2 separate regions of the Zea mays genome follow, and region 2 is linked to region 1. A link is a contact called in public Hi-C data. All regions are on one chromosome and are shown on one strand. Each heading gives the region's core, a stretch centred on a gene start, on an enhancer-like site or on the middle of the called end of the contact. The rest is flanking DNA. Distances are from core to core; before and after follow the strand shown. Region 1 holds the start of LOC110091767. Region 2 holds the start of LOC100281908 (Bowman-Birk type trypsin inhibitor).

The links. Hi-C and Micro-C count contacts between places; a contact is called where the count stands out from the background.
Region 2: a Hi-C map of leaf shows a contact between it and region 1, with 8 times the contacts expected there. The contact joins the promoter of LOC100281908 here to the promoter of LOC110091767 in region 1. A contact is called at or near these places in 2 of 25 Hi-C or Micro-C datasets (leaf and tassel).

Annotation. Positions count from the first base shown.
Region 1 is chr3:184,420,640-184,426,889 of Zm-B73-REFERENCE-NAM-5.0, forward strand. LOC110091767 reads right to left here and starts at 1,479. Exons shown (of 1, transcript NM_001350276.1): 1 at 850-1,479. The coding sequence starts at 1,193. The coding sequence ends at 987. LOC100279064 reads left to right here. Exons shown (of 3, transcript NM_001350275.1): 3 at 264-633. The coding sequence ends at 550.
Region 2 is chr3:184,692,865-184,699,444 of Zm-B73-REFERENCE-NAM-5.0, forward strand. LOC100281908 (Bowman-Birk type trypsin inhibitor) reads left to right here and starts at 3,105. Exons shown (of 2, transcript NM_001154827.2): 1 at 3,105-3,268; 2 at 3,366-3,767. The coding sequence starts at 3,199. The coding sequence ends at 3,622. It also overlaps a transcript of LOC100381673 not described here.

The DNA.
Region 1 (6,250 bases), core at 229-2,728:
TAACCTAGGCAAACCCAAACAACCCAAACAATAAATCCGATCTATTGTTGCACCTTACTTTCAGTTTCAGCTGTTAGCACCTTACTTTCTCTAGTTGCAACTGGACTCTTTTTTTTTAGTGTGAAGTGAAAGGCTGGCAGATAAACTGCCCAGCTTGTATCACTACACTACAGGAGAATGTCACTGGACAGCATGACTAAACCATTAACAAAGGATGATTCTGCTTCTGGTCTAAGTTTTCTTCCCCTCTTTTCTGCCTACAGATCTGCAAGCTCATGAAGTACTGCTACTGATAGCTGGTTTCCTTCTTAGTTATGGGGAGTGCTATATGCGATTAGATAGGAACAGATATCAGAACACTAATAGCGTGTTTGGTTTGCAAGATGACCGGTCTGAAATAATCCGATTCAAACACCGAAGCTGCTGGAACTGTTTGGTTAACGTAGTGGAGCCAACTCGTCCGTCACAAACACGTTCAGCAACATACCAAATCTGCAGGTTGGGTCGGTTCCTCCAATTTCGCCAGACAAGTATGACGAGTGTATGCTGAACGTACTCAACCCTACAACCAAACACGTTGTAAAAGATGCACATATTTGCACTAGTCACTCTATGAATTTCAAATTGTTGCTGTAAAAAATTGGAATCAGACACTGAAAATCCACGCTGTGCTATGTTCTGTTACTGTTTTTTTTTAAACCATGCACGTCATGCTGCAGGAGACGAAAAATTGGGACGAAACTTGGGTCCAGATAAACTGACACACTGAAGCCGCCTGAAACTCTGAAGCAGACTAAAAGTTTTCAGGGAGCAGGGGAACTTCAGTTCTTTATTGCCCAACGGAAGCTACAGAACGCATATTACGTATATAATCCTCTGGTTCATAAGGTTACAAAGCTATTAAAAGGGCCCAAAACTGCATCCCAAGAAAGAAGAAACTGAAACATGCTAGAAGCTTATGTGAAGGGGTGGGGAACACGCTCACGTCAGATGTAGAGGTGAGGCTGCAGGATGACGAGGAAGAGCATGAGCAGCAGGAAGTAGATGACGGCGTGGACGAGCATGGACGGGAAGCTGGTCTTCATGTTCATGAGGTCGACGGGGCGGTGCCGGCCGGGCATCTGCAGCACGCCGCCCGGGCACAGGAGCGCGAACAGCGCCGTGGCGATGATCGACGGCGCCCAGTCCCTCATCGCCTCCCTGCTGTGCTCAACGGGCAAGCAGCAGCCAAGCACAGGAGAGGGAGAAGCGAACCAGTGGAAGGCAAAGGCAGGCAGTCACTGGGCCAGGTGCACGGATGCTTAAGACGCGCACGGTACTACGGTAGTGGTACAGACTACGGACGGAAAGCATGGCATCGGGCACCGAGCACACTACGGCTGTCGACGAGGGAATCGGTGGAATGGTTGGGTTGATTGAGAAGGCGTCATCATAACGCCGAACCGGAGCTTTTGAGCACGGAAACGGCGCCTTTTTGCGGTGGGATTAGTTGGGGGCTATCGTGGCTCGGCAAGGAGGGCACGGCGGTCGGCGGGTGCGTGTTTCACTGTACTAACGTTTGGGAGGAGATTGATTGGTGGCATGGGCGACTTTTGCTGAAGAATCAAACCACAAAGCCAGAAGAATTTGTGGATGTCGCGATGGGAGGTTAACTAGCAGAAGCTATGCTCACCAAACGTCTCTCCTGGATGCAGTTAGCTGAAATTTGCTGAAGTTCTTTTGTTTTTCTGCAGCTATTCAATTGCTCGTATGAGATTTCATTTTACAGGCTCAATATCACTTTCTCTCAGTCAGTCAAGTCGAGCAACACACAAGAACCTCCTGTCCCATCGTTTTGCTTTCAGCGATACTGTTGGTCCGCGAGTCGGTGTCCGCGGTACGCGAGGTGTTGCTTCAGGATTGCTGTTCATGCAACACGGCCGGTGCCCAGCCCATACGCGTGCCTTGTCTTGTCGTATGGGTATGACGTTCCGGAGGTTCACTTCACATCTGGCGTGTGACGTCCATAAGGACTGCCGTTCTAGATCTGATTTGAATGATGGCATGCCTATCCAGCTCCCATGAATGTCCTCACGCAGTCACGCTCTCCGGCGCTTCGCTCAAAAAAAAAAAAAGTTACACAAAAACTCTAAATCCATCAAATCCATATTATATAGGAATGTTGGTCCAAGTGAAATTACCTTGCCACCAATAAAAGATGTTTGTCGCAGTGAAGAGGAGAAAATTGAGATGGAGGAGATAAAACTGACGCCGTATTATATAGGAATACAAAGGTTGACGTCGAGATCTATGACGCCAAGGTCGCGACATAGACCTTGGCGTCTATCCCCTACCACATAGGCGCCACGCCACCACCACGTCCTCGACCGCATCCGAGACCTAGGCGTCAATAGCATCGGCGTCGACTAGTGTTAGCTAAGTGCTAATGCTATTGACGCCGACCTAAGGGTCTATTTTTCAAAATAAAACTGAAAATAACATACATATTTGTGAAAATTAAACCTAAAAAAGGCTAAATTACAAAAAAGTTGACTATGTCGAGCAGGATCTTCAGCTAAATCATAAATACCTGCTCTTACCATGTCCATACGCTTAAGGCCCTAGTAATGAAAGATGCACTTCTCAAGTATAGCAGAAAGCTTTGAGTGAGAAATGAAACGTCTCCTAAAGTGTTAAGCAGGACTTGTGAGAATATGTGCTCTGAGGAGGGGTGACGTCTCCTTATGTAAGCTAGGAAAGACTGAGAAGAGGATCGTAAGACGGTCTCAATTTTATTGCACCGATTGTAATTACTACTGGTATTTGTGATTAGTCACGGATTAGTGGATTACTATCGGTCGTCTGTAGGCATGAGTCGTCTTCAGTTCAGAGCTCCGTCCTGCGAAGGCTGGCCACTAGCCACGGGGACATCGCATGTGCATGTTCCCACTTGAACAGCGTGCTACTAGCCAAATGCTGACAAGGACCAGGGGCATCAGATGCGCTTCCCTCAAGCTTCCAAGTGAAGACTGTAGTTCCCCAAAAGCAAACTTTTGGTGGACCCTATAAAATAGAGGATACAAAGATGATAATGTTTAATATTATTTATAAATAGATTTTTAAAATATAGAATGAGACAGAGATGAGATAAGCTCCTGAAGACGGCCTTGCATTGCATATGCGGCAGGGCCTCAACTCTCGGATCTCATTCTCAAATCAGTTTTATACAGCTTCTCTGTCGGCTTCATGAATCGTTTGAAGGATAGAGAGAAATAAAGGAGGAAAAAGGAGTATATAATAGTCATTTCAATGTTTAAGAGCTATTTTCTATGACATGTGAAGTTAATTTGCTAAATAGGATCTAAACGGCTCTAGCATCACCTGCAACCAACATTGTTGTTCATAGAAAAGTGAAATTGCAGTACCATGACCTTAGTTTGACTTTTAGAAGCTAGTGATCCTCACTCTATGTTCCAGAAGGGTGTAACCCTATACATCTAAACTAAGTCTGGTTTTTAAAGTTTAATTGTTTAAGGGTTACTTGTGCAGTAAAATATTCTTATAAAAACACATCTAATGATTATTCTAATATACTTATTATATGCCATAAATATTTACATGTAATTTCTTAAAAACAAGAATTATTATTATTCTACGATAAACTAGTTGCTAGTTTAACGTAAATCTCACCTGGTGTTGAGAAAATAAGCAATTTTATGAACATAAATCATAAGGAACTCTCATACTAACATGTATAACCTATCAAACAACACCAATGCAAAAACAACATGATTAAGCAAAACTAAAATAACACATCAGATCATGACATTGTAGCGAGTGCTTCTAGAGCGTGGCAAGCCTTTTGTAGTGGAAAAGATCGCCGGACCGTACCCCTGGGGCCCACCGGTCAGAGAGTGCATGGGATAAGGACCGGACTACTGGGGACCATCGGTCAACGAGGGAGTAAGGGAACCGTGCCCCTGGAAGCGCCTGCCCCTGGATAAACCCTGAGGCACCGAGCCTGAGGTCGAGCGTGGCGTAGCTAGAGAGGGGACTCAGGCGAACCGGAGGGAAGCCACTCGAGTGGATTCGTCGTCTAGCCCAAGGCTGGCCCGCCATAAGTGGTCGTCCACATTAATTACGCCTGGCACCAAGCTACAGTAGAGGGTCGATCTGCCTCCCACTCATGACATGCGAAGCCCCTCGGCCTACAACTCACTCATGGCATATCGAGGCTAGGCCTAAGCGCGTAGTCCATCTACAGAGCCCGCAACGCGACGAGCCACGCCGAGACCTAGGCTACTGAAGCCAAAGGTAGACGTGGCACAAAGGTAGTAATGATGGCGCTAGGGCCTCGCGTCGCCCACACCGTCCGCCGTAATGAGCACAAGCAGAGACAACTAGGCGACCTAGACGCATACAGACAACACTGCCTCACCAGGGTAAACACCCGGTTTTACCATGGTATAGTAGCTCCTTCTCGAGAAAGCCACTGACGGCCGACCCCCAACCTGGCCTATAAAGGGAGGAGGTCGGTCGAGAGGAAGGGCATTTGACTCCTAGAACCGGAGACACTAGACGGAAGGCAACGACACACAAGTCCTGAAGACCTGGAGGCAGTAGCTGAGGCTTAGCGTACGATTCTAGTCCCGTTTAGGTCCACCCATGCATAAGAGATACTTGGGAGCTCTCCTTCCCTCTCTCGCCCGCTTGCATCCCCTACTACGAGTATCGAGTAACAAATGTGCTGGTAGCGAGAGCTACCGAAGACTGGATGTAGGGATGTTCTGCCCGAACCAGTATAAACCTTGTGCCCAACGAGCACACCATCCGGAGCGCAGGACGCACACATAGAAATTTACGTGTCGGAGCGGAGGTTCAAAACACCGACACCATTACCTTAGAGTAGTTTGGATTATTCGATCTAAAGTTTAGTTTGGGACATATAGATATTTGCATGATAGTTAGAAGAACTAAACATAATCTAATAATAAAACTAATTGCATAAATTGCAACTAATTCATGAGACGAAACTATTAAGTCCAATTAATTTATAATTTATCCGTATAATGTTACGTTAAACATATGCTAATAATGAAGTGGTTAGACTCAATAAATTTGTATTATAAATTGCTGATGTTCATGTAATTAATTTTATAATTATCTTATGTTTAGTTCTTCTAATTAGTGTCTAAATATACGATACAATTCAGACTAAACTATAGTCGAAATCCAAACACCATATTATTTGGATCATGAATCAAACAACCTCCCGAGCCATTGTGGCAAGCCTTAACTTAGGCTATTTCCATTTGCGTTACTCATCTCTCTTATTTTAAACTTTACCATGTAAACAAGATAACTTATATTGTGAAATAGTGTCATATAACACGGTATGTATGTGTTAGAACACGAGGAAGGAGAAGGAGAGGTAGAGGATGATAAGTTCGGCGTGAAGAAGAAGATAGGGGGTGGAGATGACGGCAACCAGCCAGATTGTTGTGGTTTTTTTGGATTAATTCGTTGATAGCTTCTTACAGTACTAGAGTATGCTTATAAACTATTGCACAGTCTGGCCTAGCAGGCCGATTACACCCATTCGGCCCAGTTACTCGTGTGTCGTCGTGGTCGCGTTTGGACAACTTCTTCCTCCTAATGCTTCTTCATCGTGTTCCTTTCCGATCTCCTGCATCACTTCCTTGTCGCCTTGCTCTTCAGTGGTCTTCAGGGCAGCATTGCTCACATTCCCCACCGCTTGAAATACAACTTGTCCCCAAGCTGTTCTTCACATGGCCACCCGGATCCCAAATACGGATTGCAAAATTGCCACTGTTAACAGCACCCGGACCATCGGTAACAAGGCCAGCACCGACGCCAATTCCATGAGCAATCCATCTTGCAAGAAATTCCAGAGCACAAAGAACTAACTTGCTAATGAGCAAAGGCTGCTGTTGAATACTACCATGTAGCTTCAGAGTCTGATGGATTTCAGAGCCCAACCAGGCAGAATGAGGCAAGTTCTTGAACAACTGATCATCAGGTGCTTCAATAGACTCTGCGTCAGGTGCAGTAACAAATTCTTCAGCAAACAAATTCCACACCTCCTCCATGGCATGTAGTTGGGGCTGTTGGGCTGTGGCTGCACATTTACGACCCGAGAGCCACTTTTCAGCACAACAGGCGCATAACCCCTTTTTGAGTGATACAACACGATCAGCTGGTGATGAATGGCTTCTCATCTCTGCAAGTAGATCCCAACCACTGATGTCAA
Region 2 (6,580 bases), core at 1,855-4,354, 270 kb after region 1:
CAACCTCTCTCTCGCGCATACCCTCCTATACCACTACACTACTACACCAATTATGTTTATATTACGTTTCCATTCCCCATATACTATAACAAATCGAGAGTAATTTGATTATTTAAGGCACTAAATAAGTTTATTTGAAAATATGACCAACTATAAAGTTGCATAACTTTTTGAGATCTAAAAGTTTTATTTTAATAGTTTCTACATCCGAGACCGTTTATAAAATTTGAATTTTAAATTTAAAAACTTCACACGAAATTTTCAATGATAAGATGATTCCAAATCAAAAAATTGTCAACTACAAAGTTTCATTATATTTCAAGACCTACAACTTTTATTTTGGTGGTTTTTCCATTCGAGACAGTTTGAAAAATTCAAATTTCAAAATTCAAACATAGTTTTGCATAACAAGATGATTTCAAACTAAAACATTGTCAACTACAAAGTTTCATAACTCTTCAATACCTACAACTTTCATGTTGGTGGTTTTTCCTTTCGAAGTCGTTTTCAAAATTCAAATTTTAAATTTTTTAAATTCAGACGTAGTTTTCGTTGACAATATGACTTCAAATGAAAAAGTTGTCAACTATAAACTTCTATAACTTCTCAAGATCTACAAAGTTTATTTTGGTTGTTTGGTAATTTGTTTATCTCAGATGATGGTTCTAACAATATGCACAAATTCTATATGTCTCTCTCGTAGTTTCATAAACTATACGAGAGAGATATGGGTTTTATGAACAAATTTATTTTTATTTTGTCATATGAAGAAATGTTCAATATATAAATTGTACATCATGATGAGTTATACAAATTTGTAGTTGAAAACTTTTTCATTTGAATTAATTTACTACTTTAAAATGTGATTCTTAAATTGACTTTGCCTAGTGTTGGAGAAAAAACACTCGGCAAAGAGCTCTTTGCCGAGTGTTGTATTTGTGACACTCGGCAAAGAGCCCTTTGCCGAGTGTCAAAAAAAGACACTCGGCAAAGAAACTCTTTGTCGAGTGTCAAAAATAAAACACTCGGCAAAGAGCTTCTTCGCCGAGTGTTTTCTTTTACCGAGGGTTTTTTGTGTGGCACTCGGCAAAGAGCTCTTTGCCGAGTGCCCGAAATAAAACACTCGGCAAAGAATATGGCACTCGGCAAAGAGCCAAATTCCGGTAGTGGCTACAAGCTGCAAGCTATCAAAATAATGCTACGAGATATGCCAGTTATGAGATATCATGCTAATATAGAAATAAATATGAAATGCTCTCTCCGTCCCAAAATAAAATATGTTTTACCTTTTTAGTTGATTCAAACAATAGTTAATATATTTATTTTATATATGTGTTTAGATTTATTATCATCTATTTGAACAGACATAAAATTCAAGAGTAAAACAACTAATATTTTAGGACAGAGGTAGATCTTTATTCCACCTATTTCCCCCATTTTAAAAAGCGGAGTAAAAAATCTAAGGTGCTTTCAAAAATGTTCTAAAAAATAGAACCGGTCTCTTCTCTTAGACTTTTTGCTTCTGAAAAAGAAATCAGCTCTGAAAAGCCAACCAAACAAGGCCAAACACTCGAGTACTTTTTTTTAAGCCAAACCGTTGTATTACTTGTCTCTTACGATATCGCAAGATTATGTGAACATGGCAAATAGCTAAGCTCATTAACTTTGCTCCTAGAGATTTAATTTTCCCATGGCCTTAAGCTCATCCACATCCGTTCCTGGTGTATACATGGTGCATATCCATTTCTGATGTATTGGGGGCGTTTCTGTCTACTTTTGCAGTGTCAAATTTCCACGTGCAATGTGAGCGTGAATTGTGCTCTGCCCGTAATCCTTAAAGCTGGGGTGGTGATAAAAAGAAGGTTCTTGGATGAGGAATGGTTGGTGGACGTTCAGTTACATTCAGCTTCTGTCCAATCTCTGAAGTTTTTCGCACGTGTCGTACGTTTTGTGTCAATGGTCACGTAGGCTCTCTTGTCCTAAAGGCAGCCGAGGTTACAGTGTCACGCTTAGCTAGTTTAAAAGAAGAGAAGATAAACTTAGAAAGAGAAAATCTTCTATAAATAATTAAATATCTTATTTAAATAATACTTGCCTCTGTTTTTATTTATTTGACGCTGCACGGTTTAACTTTATACTAACGGGCGACATATAAAAACAAACGAAGGGATTACTTCTTAGGGATTTTTACCTGATAAAAGGTAAGGATCTAATGCCCCGTTTGAATCCCTGGAATTAAATTCCATTTTAATAATAGTAATTTAGATACATATCAATTAAACTAATTCGGTTATATATAAAATATATTTGTATATTATTATTAACAAGATATCGGAAATATTTATATGTTATATTTTTACTATAAAGGAGTGAGCCGAAAAACGTCCTATAGTTTATAGAGTAAAAATAAATTCTAATGATATATAAAATTAATTCTCATCCTACACTCCATAAATTTGAGATAAGTCTATATCTAAACTTTGAAAAGTAGTGAAATGTCAAATTTCAAAGTAAATAAGATACTTTATTAAGTAAATTTTAATTCCTCTAAAATAAATGGATCTAAATGTCTCGTAAGCGTATTTGAGTTTTCAAACTAGTTACTTTATTAAGTAAATTTTAATTCCCCTAAAATAAATGGATCTAAACGTCTCGTAAGCGTATTTGAGTTTTCAAACTAGTTCTCGCACTCACGGCTGCGCATTGCGCATAAGGTGGTGACCGAGGCCCCTTCTTCCGATTTTTTTGCAATTTGACATTTTTTCGAAATAATTTCACGTTTAGATCCCTAAATGATTTAATGTTATTTTTGGATCTTTACTCGACGCCATGACTCATAGCACTGAGGTAACACGTCTCGGCGCCATGGCCTATAGTGCCGAGGTATCTTTTAGCTCGGCGTCACAGATCGTGGCGCCGAGCTAGGCCACGTCAGCTGCCAGCGTGCACCTCGGCGGCAGCTCATCAGGCATGCCGAGTAAAGAGTCCAAAAATGACATTAAATTATTATGGGGTTCAAATGTAAAATTGTTTCAGAGAAATAACTAAATTGCAAAAAATTCGGCCCCTTCTATATAAAGGCCTTCATTTCCGTTCGAAAAGCCGCGTGCAAGCACCGCAGAAACAAACAAAAAAACACCCGGGAAATCCAAGCAGCTGTTGCAACCGGTTCCTTCGAGGAGAACGTGAGAAAGAAGCATGAGGCCCCAGGTGCTGCTCGTCGCACTGGCCGTCTTCGCCGTCCTCGTAGCTCTGCCACTGGGCAAAGGTGAGGCTTGGACCTTTCGTTTAATTTCTCCATCGCCAGAACCACTTGAAACGACGGGGGTCGGTCGGTTCGGCGGCCTGGTCTTTGGTTACCGCAGCGCACGAGGAGGAGGAGGAGGAAGGGCTTGAACTCGAAGCCAGCAGGAGGCGGTGGCCGTGCTGCGACCAGTGCGGCATTTGCACCAGGTCGCAGCCGCCGATATGCGAGTGCAGGGACACGTCGACGACCGGCTGCCACCCGGCTTGCAAGGCGTGCGCCCTGTCCATCTCCGACGGCCTCTTCGTGTGCAAGGACAAGATCGTCAACTTCTGCAAGCGCCGCTGCACCCGTCGTACTGATGATGATGATGCGTGACTTATAATCTAAGTGGGCAAATAACCTTGCCAATAAATAATTTCCGTTCGGAGCTCCATTTGCATCTTTCTCAAGATGCAGACGACAGGGTTTAAATAATCAAGGCGATGCTTGCTTGCTCGTCGCCTTTTTACTCGTACAGTTTCTGAAATAAAGAGCATGGGTATGTTATGCTCGGAGATATATGTAGTCATGAGACGTAAAAGAATGCAATATACGCTTTGGTTATGTGCATCTTTAGATGCCATAGACCGAGGCATGATTATTTCGCGGTGATAGCTAATAACGCATGGCTACTTTAGCGTCTGGGAAGCTTCCAGAAGAAAGGCAAGGTAGAAGAAGACTTGAAAGAGGGGGAAACTGAGTGGCGTATGGTTTCTGTTATTTTCTTCGATGCCGTTCCAGCGTTCTCGTCGTGCCCAAGTACTGTAGGACATCCGACACCACGCCCGCACGGTGTGTCGTTCACACGGCCCAAACACACATAGCCCACTTGTACTTACACGGCCCATTGCAGCCCACTATATTTGATACTTGGACGTCGTTCCCGCGCTTGTGCCATCTTCGCGTTCGGTTCTTCAGTTGTCGACTTCTTCAACGCATCCGATTGAGCCTCCATTGATGCCTTCTCCTTGGAGCTGCTGACATTGCCCTGACCTTAAAAGCCAGCTTGCCCCCAAACTGGTGCGCCAGGGAATTTAGCGCGCAGAGCTTCAGTATCTTCCTAAGTTGCCAGTTCTTCATCCATATCGGACCACAAGACCTTCACTTGGTTGATGAGTTCACCGCCACGCATGATTATCCATCGCTGCAAGAACTGGAGAGGTACCTGTATGGCATGAACACTATGTGGCAGGTTAGGAACCAAAGTTTGGTCGCGACCCAAGGCGATTTCAGTTGGGAAACACGAAACACTAGGTGGATCGAACTGGAAGTGGGCAATTGCAGGCGATAAGCCACTGCACCCACGCGCTCAAGTATCTTGTATGGCCCAAAGAATTTGAAGGAGAGCTTATGGCTGGAACGAGGAGCAACCGATGACTGAATATACGGCTGAAGTTTGAGGTATACTGACTCTCCAACAGCAAAGGAACGTTATGAACGCCGCTTGTTACCTTGCCGCTTCATTCTGTCATGAGCTCTTGTCAAATGTAGCTTGATCACCTTTGTCATGAGCTCACACGTTCATGCAACCAGACCGCTAGAACAGGAACCCGAATAACAGCATCATCAGTTATGCCAAAGTATTTTGGTTCATACCCATATAGCACGGCAAAATGAGTATGGCCCAAAGCTGACTTGTAGCTGGTGTTGTACCAGTACTCGGCGACTGACAACCATTGCGACCATTTGGTTGGACATGTGTGCACAAAGCATTTTAGAAATGTCTCGAGGCACTGGTTCAGACGTTCGGTCTGCCCATCCGACTGGGATGATAGGAAGAAGATATGTTTAGAGTGGTGCCCGTAAGCTGAAACATTGAGTGCCAAAAATGACTAGTGAATGTTAGAGTACTCGTTTAGTGTTTAGGGTTTCTCACGTGATATAGGTAGTGTTTGGTTACTAGGGACTAATTTTTAGTCCCTCCATTTTATTCCACTTTAGTCTATAAATTGCAAAATATGGAAACTATAACTCTATTTTAGTTTTCATATTTGACAATTTAGTGACTAAAGTGGAATAAATTAGAGGGACTAAAAATTAGTCTCTAAAACCAAACACCCCCATAGATCTAGATTAGTTTTCAACTTCTCCCCTCCCTCCCCACTCCAGCTGCTGCAGTAGCAGCAGCCGCCGGCCACCCCCACCGTCGGTCGCCCCTCCCCCAACCGTCGACATCGCCTACCGCGGCGTCTCCCTCCCCAGTCCCCAACACCCTTGCTCCCGCCCGCCTCTACCTCCCCTGTCCCCCGCAACCGCCAGCAGGCCACCGCCAACCGGATCACCGTCGGAGCCCACCAGATCTTCCCATGGTGGCCCCTCCTCCTTCCCCCTCAAGCGCGTCCGCCGACGTGGCCATGGCCGCGGGCGCCGCCTCCCTGTCCAGTCCAGGCACGGCTGCCGCAGCCCGCACGCGCCGCCCTCACTGCCTCCCTCGTTGTTGTCGGCCTGCCCCATGAGCATCGGCCCTGACTTCGGCCCCTGCAGCGAGCCCCCTTTCGGAGGGGACCCCTACATCGCCAGCCTCCGGTCCCTCCCCGACGCGACCATCGCTGCCTATCCACGCCGCGGTTCCCCTCCGGGCTTCCCCGCCCTTGCAGCCCATACATGGTCCGACGTCGTCGCTTCCCTGCCGGCTTCCTCGGCGCTGGTTACGGCCATCGCCACCATCCAGGCGGCTGTTTCTGCTTCTCGCGACCACAAGCGCGTCGCGACACTCGTCCTGGAGTCAGAGCATGCCATGAGCGCCGCTGCTCTGACCGCCCGGATGGCCACCACGCAGCACCTCATCCTCGGGCATCCTCCAGTCGTTCATGAGGCTCATCCGCCCACTGCTAAGGGCCCCCTCACCTCTGAACTCGACGCTGACCACGTCGCTACTCTTCACGCTCAGGCCACCAGGTTGCACAATATCCGATCCCTCATGTCCATCATATTGGACCCAACATCCTCCCACAACCCTTGTTGGTGGAGTCAGATCCTCCTCACTCTTTAGCGATATGCACTTGCCGATCACATCCTCAACGACCTCGTCGCCCTGCCGTATCCTTCCTTTGTTGCTGAGCAAAGGGACTGCTTCCACTACCATTCATTTGGTACCAAACACCCTTGCTCAAACTCAAGTTCTTAAAATCCATATCCATGTTGAGAAAGGCCTCTCAATTTCTTCGTTTTTGGTGCTCAATGCCAAAGGGGAAAATTACTAGGCCAAAGCAAAAGAACCGCACCGCCAAAGCAAAAGGACTGTACCACCACCTTGTTTTTTAAAACTTTTTAGTCTTCCAAATTGGTACTGTT